Regions from separate parts of the Mus musculus genome. Here all the other regions are linked to region 1. The links are chromatin contacts, called in public HiChIP or PLAC-seq maps. All regions are on one chromosome and are shown on one strand. The core of a region is the stretch at or near the end of the contact, and the rest is flanking DNA. Distances in the headings are between cores, read along the strand shown.

The links. HiChIP or PLAC-seq counts read pairs in DNA pulled down with a chosen protein or histone mark.
Region 2: a FOXA1 HiChIP or PLAC-seq map of pancreatic cancer cells shows a contact between it and region 1. The contact joins the enhancer-like site here to the promoter of Ppm1d in region 1. A contact is called at or near these places in 7 of 39 promoter capture datasets (the 3T3-L1 cell line, cranial neural crest, embryonic stem cells and 3 more) and 1 of 115 datasets of contacts at active chromatin or transcription factors (pancreatic cancer cells).
Region 3: a contact with region 1 is called in an H3K4me3 HiChIP or PLAC-seq map of bone marrow-derived macrophages, with 5 times the contacts expected there. The contact joins the promoter of Car4 here to the promoter of Ppm1d in region 1. A contact is called at or near these places in 11 of 39 promoter capture datasets (the 3T3-L1 cell line, embryonic stem cells, hippocampal neurons and 6 more) and 4 of 115 datasets of contacts at active chromatin or transcription factors (bone marrow-derived macrophages, embryonic forebrain, extraembryonic endoderm stem cells and 1 more).
Region 4: a contact with region 1 is called in an H3K4me3 HiChIP or PLAC-seq map of bone marrow-derived macrophages, with 2.7 times the contacts expected there. The contact joins the enhancer-like site here to the promoter of Ppm1d in region 1. A contact is called at or near these places in 3 of 39 promoter capture datasets (the C10 cell line, embryonic stem cells and liver) and 3 of 115 datasets of contacts at active chromatin or transcription factors (bone marrow-derived macrophages, large pre-B cells and pancreatic cancer cells).

Annotation. Positions count from the first base shown.
Region 1 is chr11:85,309,925-85,312,624 of GRCm38.p6, reverse strand. Ppm1d (protein phosphatase 1D magnesium-dependent, delta isoform) reads right to left here and starts at 1,371. Exons shown (of 6, transcript NM_016910.3): 1 at 702-1,371. The coding sequence starts at 1,152.
Region 2 is chr11:85,785,302-85,788,001 of GRCm38.p6, reverse strand. The region is part of intron 22 of Bcas3 (breast carcinoma amplified sequence 3); the gene reads right to left. Among named protein-coding and RNA genes, the nearest start is that of Bcas3os2, 11 kb to the right of the region's middle. Within about 2 kb of position 1,406, at least 31 of the 459 cell types and tissues checked have an H3K27ac peak or open chromatin away from gene starts, as enhancers often do. A contact at or near this core is called in pancreatic cancer cells, where this site is marked.
Region 3 is chr11:84,956,480-84,959,179 of GRCm38.p6, reverse strand. It overlaps Car4 (carbonic anhydrase 4), which reads right to left and starts at 1,426. Exons shown (of 8, transcript NM_007607.2): 1 at 1,239-1,426. The coding sequence starts at 1,293.
Region 4 is chr11:85,811,402-85,814,101 of GRCm38.p6, reverse strand. All of the region lies in intron 23 of Bcas3 (breast carcinoma amplified sequence 3), which reads right to left. All of the region lies in intron 1 of 2610027K06Rik (RIKEN cDNA 2610027K06 gene), which reads left to right. Among named protein-coding and RNA genes, the nearest start is that of 2610027K06Rik, 20 kb to the left of the region's middle. Within about 2 kb of position 1,296, at least 52 of the 459 cell types and tissues checked have an H3K27ac peak or open chromatin away from gene starts, as enhancers often do. A contact at or near this core is called in bone marrow-derived macrophages, liver and pancreatic cancer cells, where this site is marked.

The sequences.
Region 1 (2,700 bases), core at 122-2,621:
ACTGAATGCAATTCTAAGTATCCCACACACACACACCAAGAAGTTAACACATGCCCCTAACATGGAGCCAATTTAATATTTAACACGTTGCACACCTTTCTCATAAACAATTCAAGGGATTACCCCAAAACACTATCACAAAAGTAAGTTGCCTATGTTACACTTCAGCCCTTCTAAATTGACTTACATCGAGCCAGAGCCATTCAGGTCAATCTGAAGAAGTGACACCACCGGTAGGAGGCAACCAAGAGGAACAAGCCCAACAAGAACAAAATTATGACAGATGCTAAGGGAACGCTCCAATTCTTGCCACCTCCTGCTTCTTTCACCTAGCCCGTGTAGAAACGTTTCTTAAATTTATCCCTCGGTTACAATCTGGCGCCGGCATTCAAACACTTCTGAGCGTGCTGCTACCAAAGTGAATTAGCGAAGGGAGAGGGGAGACTGTTGCCCCCTGATCGTAGGAGGGAGGAGATAATGCAAGGAGCGGTTGCTGGGAGACAAGCCATCCTAGCGTTTCCGAGGCCACTCGGTGTGCCTAGAACTCCAACCATGACAGTCTTCACTCGCATCCCTTGTTGGACAGCGTCGCTTGATGGATAGCGCTCTTGGTACCGGGGAGGCCCACGCGGTGCTGATGCTATAAAAAGCCCAGGGGGATAAGGGGAGAAAAGAAAAAAAGAGGCGGGCGGGGAACTTACCCAGTTTCTTCCACATGGCGAGGTGACAGGCGAGGAAACCTTTGCGGATGGCAGCGCACACCTTGGCGGGCTCGGACGAGGTGAAGCCTTTCTGCTTCTTGATGAAACCCCACAAGTGCTCCCGGGCAAACTGTGCCGCCTCCCGACCGCCGTGCCCGTCGCACACTGCAAAGAAGGCCACCGAAGAGCGGCGGCGACAGCAGCGGCCAGCGGGTAGCGAGGCCGCGGCGTCCGGGGCAGGGTCGCGGGCCGCCGCCGGGCCTTTTTCCGATGGCCCGACGCCGGCGAGAGTGGGGGTCGCCGGCAACCCGAGCGCCCGCCGCGGTACCGGCGCCGGCTTGTCCTCCGCAGCCGGCTCGGGCTCCACCACGATCTGAGTTACGTCCTCCATGTACTTCCTCCCGCCCTGGTCCGAGAAGACGCTCACTCCCAGCGAGTACAGCCCCGCCATGGCCGGCTGCCCGGGATCCCGCCGTTCCCACGCAGCCCGCCGAATTCCGAGGCGGGAGACACACTCGCCGCTCGCCGGCCAACTATTGTTTATCTTCGACGAAGCCGAGAGTGAAGAGGAGGCGGTCCCCGCGGCGGTGGGGGGGGGCGCGTGATGTCGGGACTTGTCCGCGAGAGCTGGGCCGGTCGAGTCGCGGGCGAGAGGAGCCGAGCAGCTGCGCCTGCGCACTGAACTCGCTCCCCGCCCGCCCGCGCCCACCATACAAATCAGACGTTCTTTCCCCCCCTTTCTCCTGATGACGTCACTCGGCTCGCTGAGACAGACCAATCAGGAGTCAAGAAGAGCAAGCTCGCCCCCGCCCTCCTTCCACCCCCGCATCTCTCTGCAACCGCTGATCTCGCTCGGCCCGCCGACCGGGGGAGCGCGCTCCTTGCCCGGTTTGTTTTCTCCAGCCTAGGGCTTCTGTACCCTGGGGGTTTTCCGCTGTTACTAAGCGGCTGAAGCCTCAACCTGTCATCTTTTTTTCCCCTTAAATCCCTAACGTGAGACTTCTGGCTTTTCCCCTTTGGTCCTTTTGCAGAGCCAGTTTTGCCTCCCGCGATTGTGGAAAATTTGCAGAGGTCAAAGGTAGACTTGACCTTCCACTTATTTCAAGCGAAATGGCGCGAAAATGCCCTGCAAAGTCGTTGGTCCGTGCGCTAGACCAGCGTAGCACGCGTGAACTGGCTTGGGTGGGACTTGTCCGGCTGGGAGTTAAGGGAAGCAGTCGGGTTTACTTAAGAAGACTTGGAATTTTCCACCGCCAGTTGCACAGCCCTGTTTTCCGCGATAACGTTAGGTCGGAGACCTGTCGGCGAGTTTAATTCCTAACACTTTACAGCCCTTTTTTTTTTTTAAGTATTTTGCATATTTCTTCCTCTTTTCAGCGTCGTTAATACTTTTTCGGACTCGTCTTGAATACAGCTATTACTGCAGAATCTAAGTTACCGTTTGGAAAAGGAGCATACAACAGGATCTCCATGCCCTAAAGACACGGTTATTTCCCTCCGTTCACAGAAGTTGACAGTCCCAACAACAAAATGAATGCTTTTAGACTGATTTCCACGAAATTGAAATAAGTTCTCGAGTGATCAACTTAATATTTTCTTAGCACCATATTCTTTTGAGGGAGTCAACGTGTTCCTTTATTATTTTCTGTACAGCCTTTGAGATTTCACAAAAAGCGTAATGGAAACTTATTTACAGCAGCATGGGAAATGCAAACAACAAGGAAAGGCTTTATGCTGGCCTGCCTTTCAACAACAGTTTCTATACCTCCCAAGACAATTCCTTTTAAAATTGTCATTAAATATTTATTTCATTTTCATTATGTGTGTATCTCTGTGGATGTTGTGTGGAGTCCCAACCCTCCGCCTACAACTGGAGTTACAGGTGGTTGTGAGCCAGATAGGCGCTCCAAACCAAAAAGCAGTGCAGGCTCTTAACCACTGAGCCATCTCTCCACTCCCCTAAAACAGCATTCTGAAATAACTGGGCCTTAACTTTTTT
Region 2 (2,700 bases), core at 157-2,656, 480 kb before region 1:
GGAAGAACAGATTCTTCCGTAAGGAGAGGGCACCAAGGCATCCCAGGAGGGGCCTGGAGACCTCATGCTACTCTATCGGACACAGGCCTGCCATCTAACTGGGAATGAGGGGGGACAGATGGGTGAAGGAATTAACTTCCTGCATGCATTTGAGTTTTAGAAATGCCGTTAGGGTTAAAAGCTACTAAAATAGCTTCCTGCTATCCCTTGGCCTGAGGGGAGAGAAGCATGTAAAAGTGTGTCTGTAGTAGAAATACTCCACCACTGGCTCAATGAACCTGCAAACTCACCCCCACCTTCCTTGGCCAGCCATTAATTCCTTCCAGGCAGCCCTTTAGGAGGCCTGGCACCAGCACTGGAGTCCTGATGCCGGAGGCAGCTCCCTCTCCTCAGGATGCACAGTGTGGGAACATCCCTGTCTGCCCAGCCCTGCTTTGGAGCCTGCCCTTGGGGCTTATGGAGCCTTTGGATCTGGCTAGAACCACTTCTCTTCACTGGGCACCCTCTTAGACCTTGCCTCTGAAGCCACCGGGGTGGAGGTGGATCCTCTGCGGAGATGAGAGATGGTGATGAGGCCACAGGCGTGCTGCTCTGCACAGTCCTCGGGTCAAGACAGGAGGAAAAGGGGGAATGCTAATCTTATGGGACCTGGTGTAGACTAGCCTCCTGGAACCTTTGATTTCTCCGCTGGGTAAAAAGAACAATAATGCTAGTTATTCATAAGTCTAAATCACACTGACATTTAAGTGCACGTGTATGCTACGGAACCTTCAAGACTATCATGGTTATCGGAGTGTAGCAGGCTAGGTGGCCTTAGGCTCATTCTTGAGTCAGTCCATTCGAGCTTCTTTGACACACAAGGAATACACTTGGCTGCTCCTTAGACTCTCTTTGTTCTTTATTTTTGAGAGGGTCTCACTAAGTAGCTCAGGCTGTCCTCCAATTCACCAATCCGCCTGCCTCAGCCTCTCAGGGGCAGGAATTACAGGCATATGATCCTGGAAACCCTCACATCTCATTAGGGGTACACTCCTGAGTTTTCTATTCCATAGGTCCAGTCTTCCCCATATATTAAAATAAGTAAAACTTATGCCTCTGTGCATCTTGGAAGGGTAAGATTCCAGTTGTTTGGAAAGGATTATTTAGCCCAACTATTAAAAATACATGGCAGTATATGAACTTTACAAATTGCAGTTCCAAACACTGGGCACATCTTCCAGGCTGTTTACCTATTTATTTTCGAGATGTCCTCTTGCTTTGCATTACAAGCTTGTCTGAAATCCACTCTGTAGCCCCTGGCTATGAAGATCCTCCAGTTCTTGCCTCTGGGTGCTACGATTACAGTGTGAGCTGGCCCTCTGAACCACCTCTAGGCCTAGTAAAGACAAAGGCTTTATTTACACAGGAGTCCTGAGAGTGTATGAATCAGGCATACTTCATGAACTCACCACTAGGGACACTGAGCACATTAGGCCTCAAACATGTAAACAAAATGAGCCTGGGTTTTCCATGGCAACAACCCAAAAGTGTCCTTTGTCTACATATGGTACTTCTTCTGCACTTCTCTTACAGTTAGTTTCTAAACATATGGTGCCTTGGTTTTGAAATGCTGGATCATGTTCAGATTTGTTGCTCCAAAGACAAAGTGGACAAGCAGACTGTCTACAGCAGAGGGCAGTGAGAGACACCAGCCCAGGCCAGTCAGTACTGTGCCATCTCTGCTGTACTCCTGAATGTCTCCTCTCTCCGGAACTCTCATGCAGGTCAGCAGCTGAGCATGTCCGTCTCCAGGTGTCTAAGGGACTCACAACACCAGCCCCATCAGGTACACTGGTCCAGGCCATGAGAAGTATCCATAACTTGGAGGAGATCCACCATTGGAAAGGTCAGGTGGTGTCTGTGTGTACACTGGAGAGCAGGAGTGACCTGGGTGCTTGACAGGAGCCCCAGGTTACTGTAAAATGACCCTAGTTCAGGGCATCTTTCCTAGACTTCCTTAAAGAGAAAAGCCAAGCCACAGGGCATGGTGATGTATGACTGCAATCCCAGCACTTGGGAGGCAGAGGCAGAAAGATCAGGAATACATGCTGATCCTTAGCTACATAGTGAATTTGAGGCCATTGTGGGCCACACAAGATTTTGTACAATAGAAAGAAAATCCAAGATAGGAAGAAAAAAAAAAAATCACTGAGGCTAGAAAAGCCCGTGGGTGTTTGTTCACAGTCACGGCAGCTTAGGGGACAATGGGGTCCCTTGAGGAGCTGCATACTATAGAGAAAAGCAGGCTTTATCGGGGGTCCTGTGAACTACCCCACCTTTCTTCTGTGCCATCTGGCTCTCTTCTCCTCTCTCACTGCCCTTAAGCCTCTGTAAAGCCTTGTTTCTGCGATTCTAGGGACCCGCACTTGTATGGCTAATACAGCAACTAGGAGACATCAGAGTTCCCTAGGGGAGAGACTTGTGGGCATGTCTGTGAAGGAATGTGTAGGCTTGCTGACTGAGGTGATAAGACCCGCCTTAAGTGTGGGTAGCCTAACGCCAGCCTTCACTGAGCTGGTTCCTGACTATGGATGCAGAGTGACCAGCTGCTTCATGCTCCTGCCTCTGCCTTTCTTACTATGATGGACCTTGGAGCTGTGTGTCAAAATGAATCTTTCTTTCCTTAAGTTGATTCTGTCAGGCATTTTGCCGGAGCAGTAA
Region 3 (2,700 bases), core at 177-2,676, 350 kb after region 1:
TGAAGAAGTCAGCTGAGATGGAGTCCTACCTACATGGCCCCAGGTCACTGGCCAGGTCTCATGACCTTCTTGTAGAGTGCTTTCTGCCCAGAGCCCAAGGACACTGCCTAAACTCTTATACTCTTTATCCTTAAAACAGCACCCAGGAACACAACTACTAAACCCGGTTTGTAAACGACAGAATACTTTATACGTCTTAACCAACGTGAACAGCTACAAGGCACTGGTTAATTTAAAAACATTTTCCTTTTTACTAAGTCGTTTTAAGTGCCCAACCCCTAGACACACACACACACACACACACACACACACACACTCCGCCCTTTAACATTATATTAGTTGCTCTTTTCCCTCCACTAAGAAGGAGTTGTTGCAAGATGCCTTACATCCTCCAAACTAAGTCCTGCAACGGGGAATACTCTCTCTCCTTCTGGTCTGAGAGACCCCTCACGTCCCCACCGTACGCCCCACTATCCATTCCAGGGCAGAGCACCCAACTCTGGAAGGGAGTTCTGGCCCGTTGGACGGGAAAGCTTCCCTGCGGACTAAGAGATGAAGTCTTCGTGAAGAGCTATGGGGTATTGGAGAAGGTGCCAACCGCTAGAATCGCCTTTAGCTCCTTATCAAATATTAACACGCCTCTACCTCCACCTCCCACCTAGAAGAATAATTAAGAGCTCGGTCTCACCATTAATCTTTAAACGAAAATCACCTTGTCTGGAAAGACCGGCTTGGCCAGGGACTTGGGTCTTAGGATGCCCCCCGCCAGGCTCCCAATCCAGCACTGGGGGAAGGGGAGAAGGGAGCTTGAAGCTCAGAGGGCAGGACCCTAGAGTCAGAAGAAGGGAACACCGGGACCCCAATACATCCAACCTGCTGCGCTTGTTCTGGGTGGGCAACAGTTACCGGTTCAGAGTCTCTGCAGGACAGTCGGCCACTCGCCACCCACGGGCAAACCCAGGAGAACCAAGGTGCGAAAAGGACCGTGGATCCAGGCGGGTCAGAGAAGCATCCTCACCACAGATCACACGAGCGTCCAACACGCGGACACCCCGCGGCCACACACATGCGAGCACACATCCCCCTCTCCCGCAGCCTCCCGCGGACACGTGTAGGCGCCCCCGCTCACACAACCAGGTCCGCTGCAGCCTCACGGTTCCCTGCACGAACAACGCGCAGCCGGAGCGCGCTAGCAAGGGTACCGGGTCCTGGGGGCGCAGAGGGTCACCCGAGGATACCTTCAGTAGAGGGGGCCACGTATGCCAGCGCCAGCAGAGCAAGAAGGAGCTGCATGGTGCTTGAGGGGAAAGACGCTGCCCAGCCTAGGGTCAATCACCAATGAAGCCACCCTAGGCGTCGCGATCATGCTGGTGGAGGCTTTATAGCAGAGCCACGACCTAAGGGAGCCCGGACGGCTAGACGTGGGAGTCGGCTCCTCCTCCTGGCGGAGCCTCTCTTCGCCTTGTCCAGTCTCAGATCGGAAAGAATCATCTCCCCGCCTACCTTGCTACCTTGCTACCTTCGCCCATGGCGAAAAGACCCCTCACCCACTCCGCATCTTCAGGGCTTAGAAGCGGAGTATCCCCACCTTGCCCCCATCCTACTCCTGTTAACTGATTCCGGAAGAAAGATGAGCTATCCTCAGGTACCTGACCCACGGGGTATCTTCCCAGACTCGTAACTTCCATCATGCTGCCACCAACTGTTCAGGGTCTCCTAGTGTGTCCTTGTAATAAACTTGATTTGGGGCAAGATGGAGCCAAATGGTCTCAGGGAGACGGAGAATCGAGACGGTTGAAAGCTTTGCAATGCTGTTTGTTGAAGAGATGCCCGGTGAGAGGCTCTTTGAGGAAGCGGTAGCTGACGCTCCAGTCTCATCTTTTTCCTTCCTGGCTATTCCAAACTTGATTTTGTTTTGCGTTTTCTTTCTCGGGACTGGAGATGATGGTTATGATGACGACGACGAAGATCCTCCTCCTCCTCCTCCCCACCCCCACTCCTTTTCGTTCCCTATTTCTCATACTAGGCAAGCACTCTACCACTGAGTTACATCCAAACTCAATTTTAAAGAAACCAAGACCCGTCTTCCTACCTAGAACTAAGCTCCCTAAAACGTGGTTACTGGTGGGTCTTGTGCTAAGCCAAGAAGATGGGGTGGAGTGGAGAGTCGGGGGGCTGGAAAGGGTATGGAATTAAGGGGATGGGAAAGTGAGGAGGGGGCACGGAGACACAGTAGAAAATTGGTTTACTAGAAAAGCCCACGATGTCATAGGGGAAAGGACTGGTGCTTTTGAGATCTGATGACAGTAGATGACAGTTGGGGAAGAGAAAAAAAACTAAGGATCTGGATATATCCCTAATTCTCCCATCAGACAGGAAGAGTCCTCAGCAAAGAGTAAACGGTCTCCCATATCTGGGAAATGGATCTGGCCTCACTTCCAGGCAAGCACTACTTGTTACTCTCTGTGGAGGTCCCTTACATCTCACAGATGGGGAGTCTGCGCATCCCTGGGGAGTTTCTAGGACAAGTCTGGGGAGATGAACAAGGAATAGCAGTACACCTGGACTCCTCCATCAACAGGAAGCCCTATTTTTCTGGTCCAGCTACTTCCCTATCCGTTGCCAAATTCTCTTCACATCACCCTCTCCCTGCCCCAGCACCAGCCTTTGAACCTCTGTAGGGGAACGACTCCATCAGAA
Region 4 (2,700 bases), core at 47-2,546, 500 kb before region 1:
TTCTTTCTGTGTAGGCAAAGACAGGAAGTTACATACCCAAACACTTCACAGCCATGGGTCTCTCGGGGGTGCTGTTTTTGACTGCTACGTCAAGGGCTGTGTCTGCATTGGAAATAAAATAATTCTTTAAAGAGCATCAGACAACGGACCTTCTAAGAGTCCAACAATAGCTGAGATCGAACTGAGTAGATATCAAATCTGGTTTGACCACTCATATTTGTAGGGGAGAATTCTGGGGTGTGTTCCAAGGTCCAGCACATCTAGATTTTCATTAGCCAAAGCTAGCAATCACCATCTCTTCCTTCTTCCTCCCCAGTCTCCACGGACTGAGTTCCTCTATTCCTGCCTGCTATTGGGGGTGGGGAGGGAAGGACGAGGATGTAGGCTCATGTTGGGGTAGCTCCTTGGATTTTCTTTAATGGTTCTACGGATTTAGACCCCAGGCCTGAAGTCCAAAGCTGCTTGACAATGTGCAGGGCTGCTTTGCTTTGTGGAGATATGCTCAGAGCTAGCCTGATATCCCTAACATCAGTTCTTAGTGGCTGTGGATGACTAAACAAAGAAGCTCTTAGACTTCTGAGGACCAGTCCAAGCTCCATGGAGGTGTGGCCCCAGAGGCTTGGTTCACACTCCCCCAGCCACCCTAAAGCCAACACCACACAGTCGTACACAGAGTGGAAATGATATGCTGGTCCTGGCCAGGGAGGCCTAGAGACACAGGGAATGTGCCAATATAATGGGCACAGGGGAGGTGAGGGGAAAGAATGGAAAAAGTCGTCCTGAATGAATGAAGCAATTGGAAGGCCAGTCTCTCCAAACTTGATTAATTACAGAGCTACTTAGCTACAATAAGAGGACATATGTGGGGATGAGGAAGGAGACAGCTATGAGAACTGCTGGAGGATTCAGCCAGCAGACTTAAGTTGTCTCAGGCAGTGGGACCTCCAAGTTCCTGGGGCCAGGGTCGTACAGGAAGAGCAAGCAGCAACAAAATCAGCCAAGGCTGGAGACGCATCGCTGTCTTTGCTATGGGCAATCCACAATGTCTCATATTTAGTGTAACCAAGGGCCATGTCTAACCTTTCTTTCCTGTGGGTGTACCTGTTTTGTAGCCCACAGCTCCTTGCCATCTGAGAAGCTGGGCACCTAAGCCACCGTGTGCTGGTGCGCCGCTTTGCTGGGCCTCACACCTTACACAAGGGCCGGTGATTAAAGGTGAAGTCTGGCAGAGGAGGAGGCACCAAGGAGAATCCTCCCTTGGGTTAACCATTTACCCATTGTAATGATCTAGGGAAGGCCCCTGGCAACTGTCCTGCAGCCCGCTACCCTCTGCTCAAGCCCGCACATGCTCCACAGTCGCTTTACTTGGGCAGCCCGTGTAAAGGGTATGCCAAAGAGTCACCAAAGAGGCCACACCAGCACTTCCTCATTGTGGACAAGAATCAGCATGTTATGCAATGGGCATGCATGGAAAAAAATGTATTAGCCTGGGTGTCTACTGTGGTTCCTCCTCTGGATGCAGCTCCGGAGGGGGCAGAGGAGAGGGGCAGAGAAAACAACCTAGCTGGAGCTGGATCCAAGTCTTGGCCTGGAACTAAGAAGTATGCCTTTTAAGCATGGAAATTATTCCCATGGCTCTGGCTGCCTTTCATTTACCTCTCAGAGGCCACAAAAACCCAATCAGTCATTCAACAAACATTAACTGAGGTTCAGCTTGGCATTCATCCCAGGGCTGGATGCTGGGCAAGGAGAACTGATGGCTGAAGGTAACAAAGAGGAATCAGGTTGGGTCCAAGGAACAAGAACTGGGTCAAGATGCACTCTCGGCTATGGATGAGGGAGGAGCTGAAGGACCCACGGAGCTGGCCCTTCCCTAAGTGGCATGAGAAGGATGTCAGCCGTGGCTCGTTAATGGGAAAGTAAGATCCTTGCCTGGGGCCAAGCATCCTAGATGCAGTTGGCTCAGGAACACTATGTGAGCGAGGAAGTTGAGTCACAGAGGACACTATGAATGTGGTCTGGAGAAATGACCTTGCCCAGAGAGTGGTCGGCTTTAGGGTGGTCCAGCGTGCTGGCAGGGTTGGGAAGCTGGAGTCACATGCTTACACAGGAGGTGGTGGGATCTGAAGTGGGATGGGGAAGGTGGGTCAGGCAGGAGAGGCCACAGACATTGAAAAAAAACCCCAACATGGTAAAAGCCTGGGTTGGGCTATGAAGGCAGTTAGCATTTCTAAGTAGGGAAGTGACCTCGGCCTCCCTGGGGATGGGGTCCCCTTCCTCTATGGGAGTCCCTGTTTTGAATAAAAGGCAGGTCACATTCTGAGTAGGTGAGGCTAGCAAGATGGTCAGCATTCGGTACTCCTATTTGAGCAATAATGTTTCTTTTGGCGATGCTGGAGACTGGACTCAGAACCCTGTGCAGTGTGGACCAGCTCTATAGGGAGCTCCATCCCCACCCCCTTTAGTGCCTGTCTTAATTCTTTTTAAAAGTTATTTCAAGCATGTCATCTCTTGCTTCGGAAGCTGAAGGGAAGAATATCTCACAGCCAGGTAGAAGGTGCTGAGAGGACACTGCCACAGCAGGTGGAGTCTCCAGCACAGGAGTCCTTAAGGATCCATTCTCCTGTTCAGAGTGAGGGTGATAAAGACTACTGTGTGCAGTGTTCAGGGCGTGCACAGTATGAGAGGAAGCACGTGCTC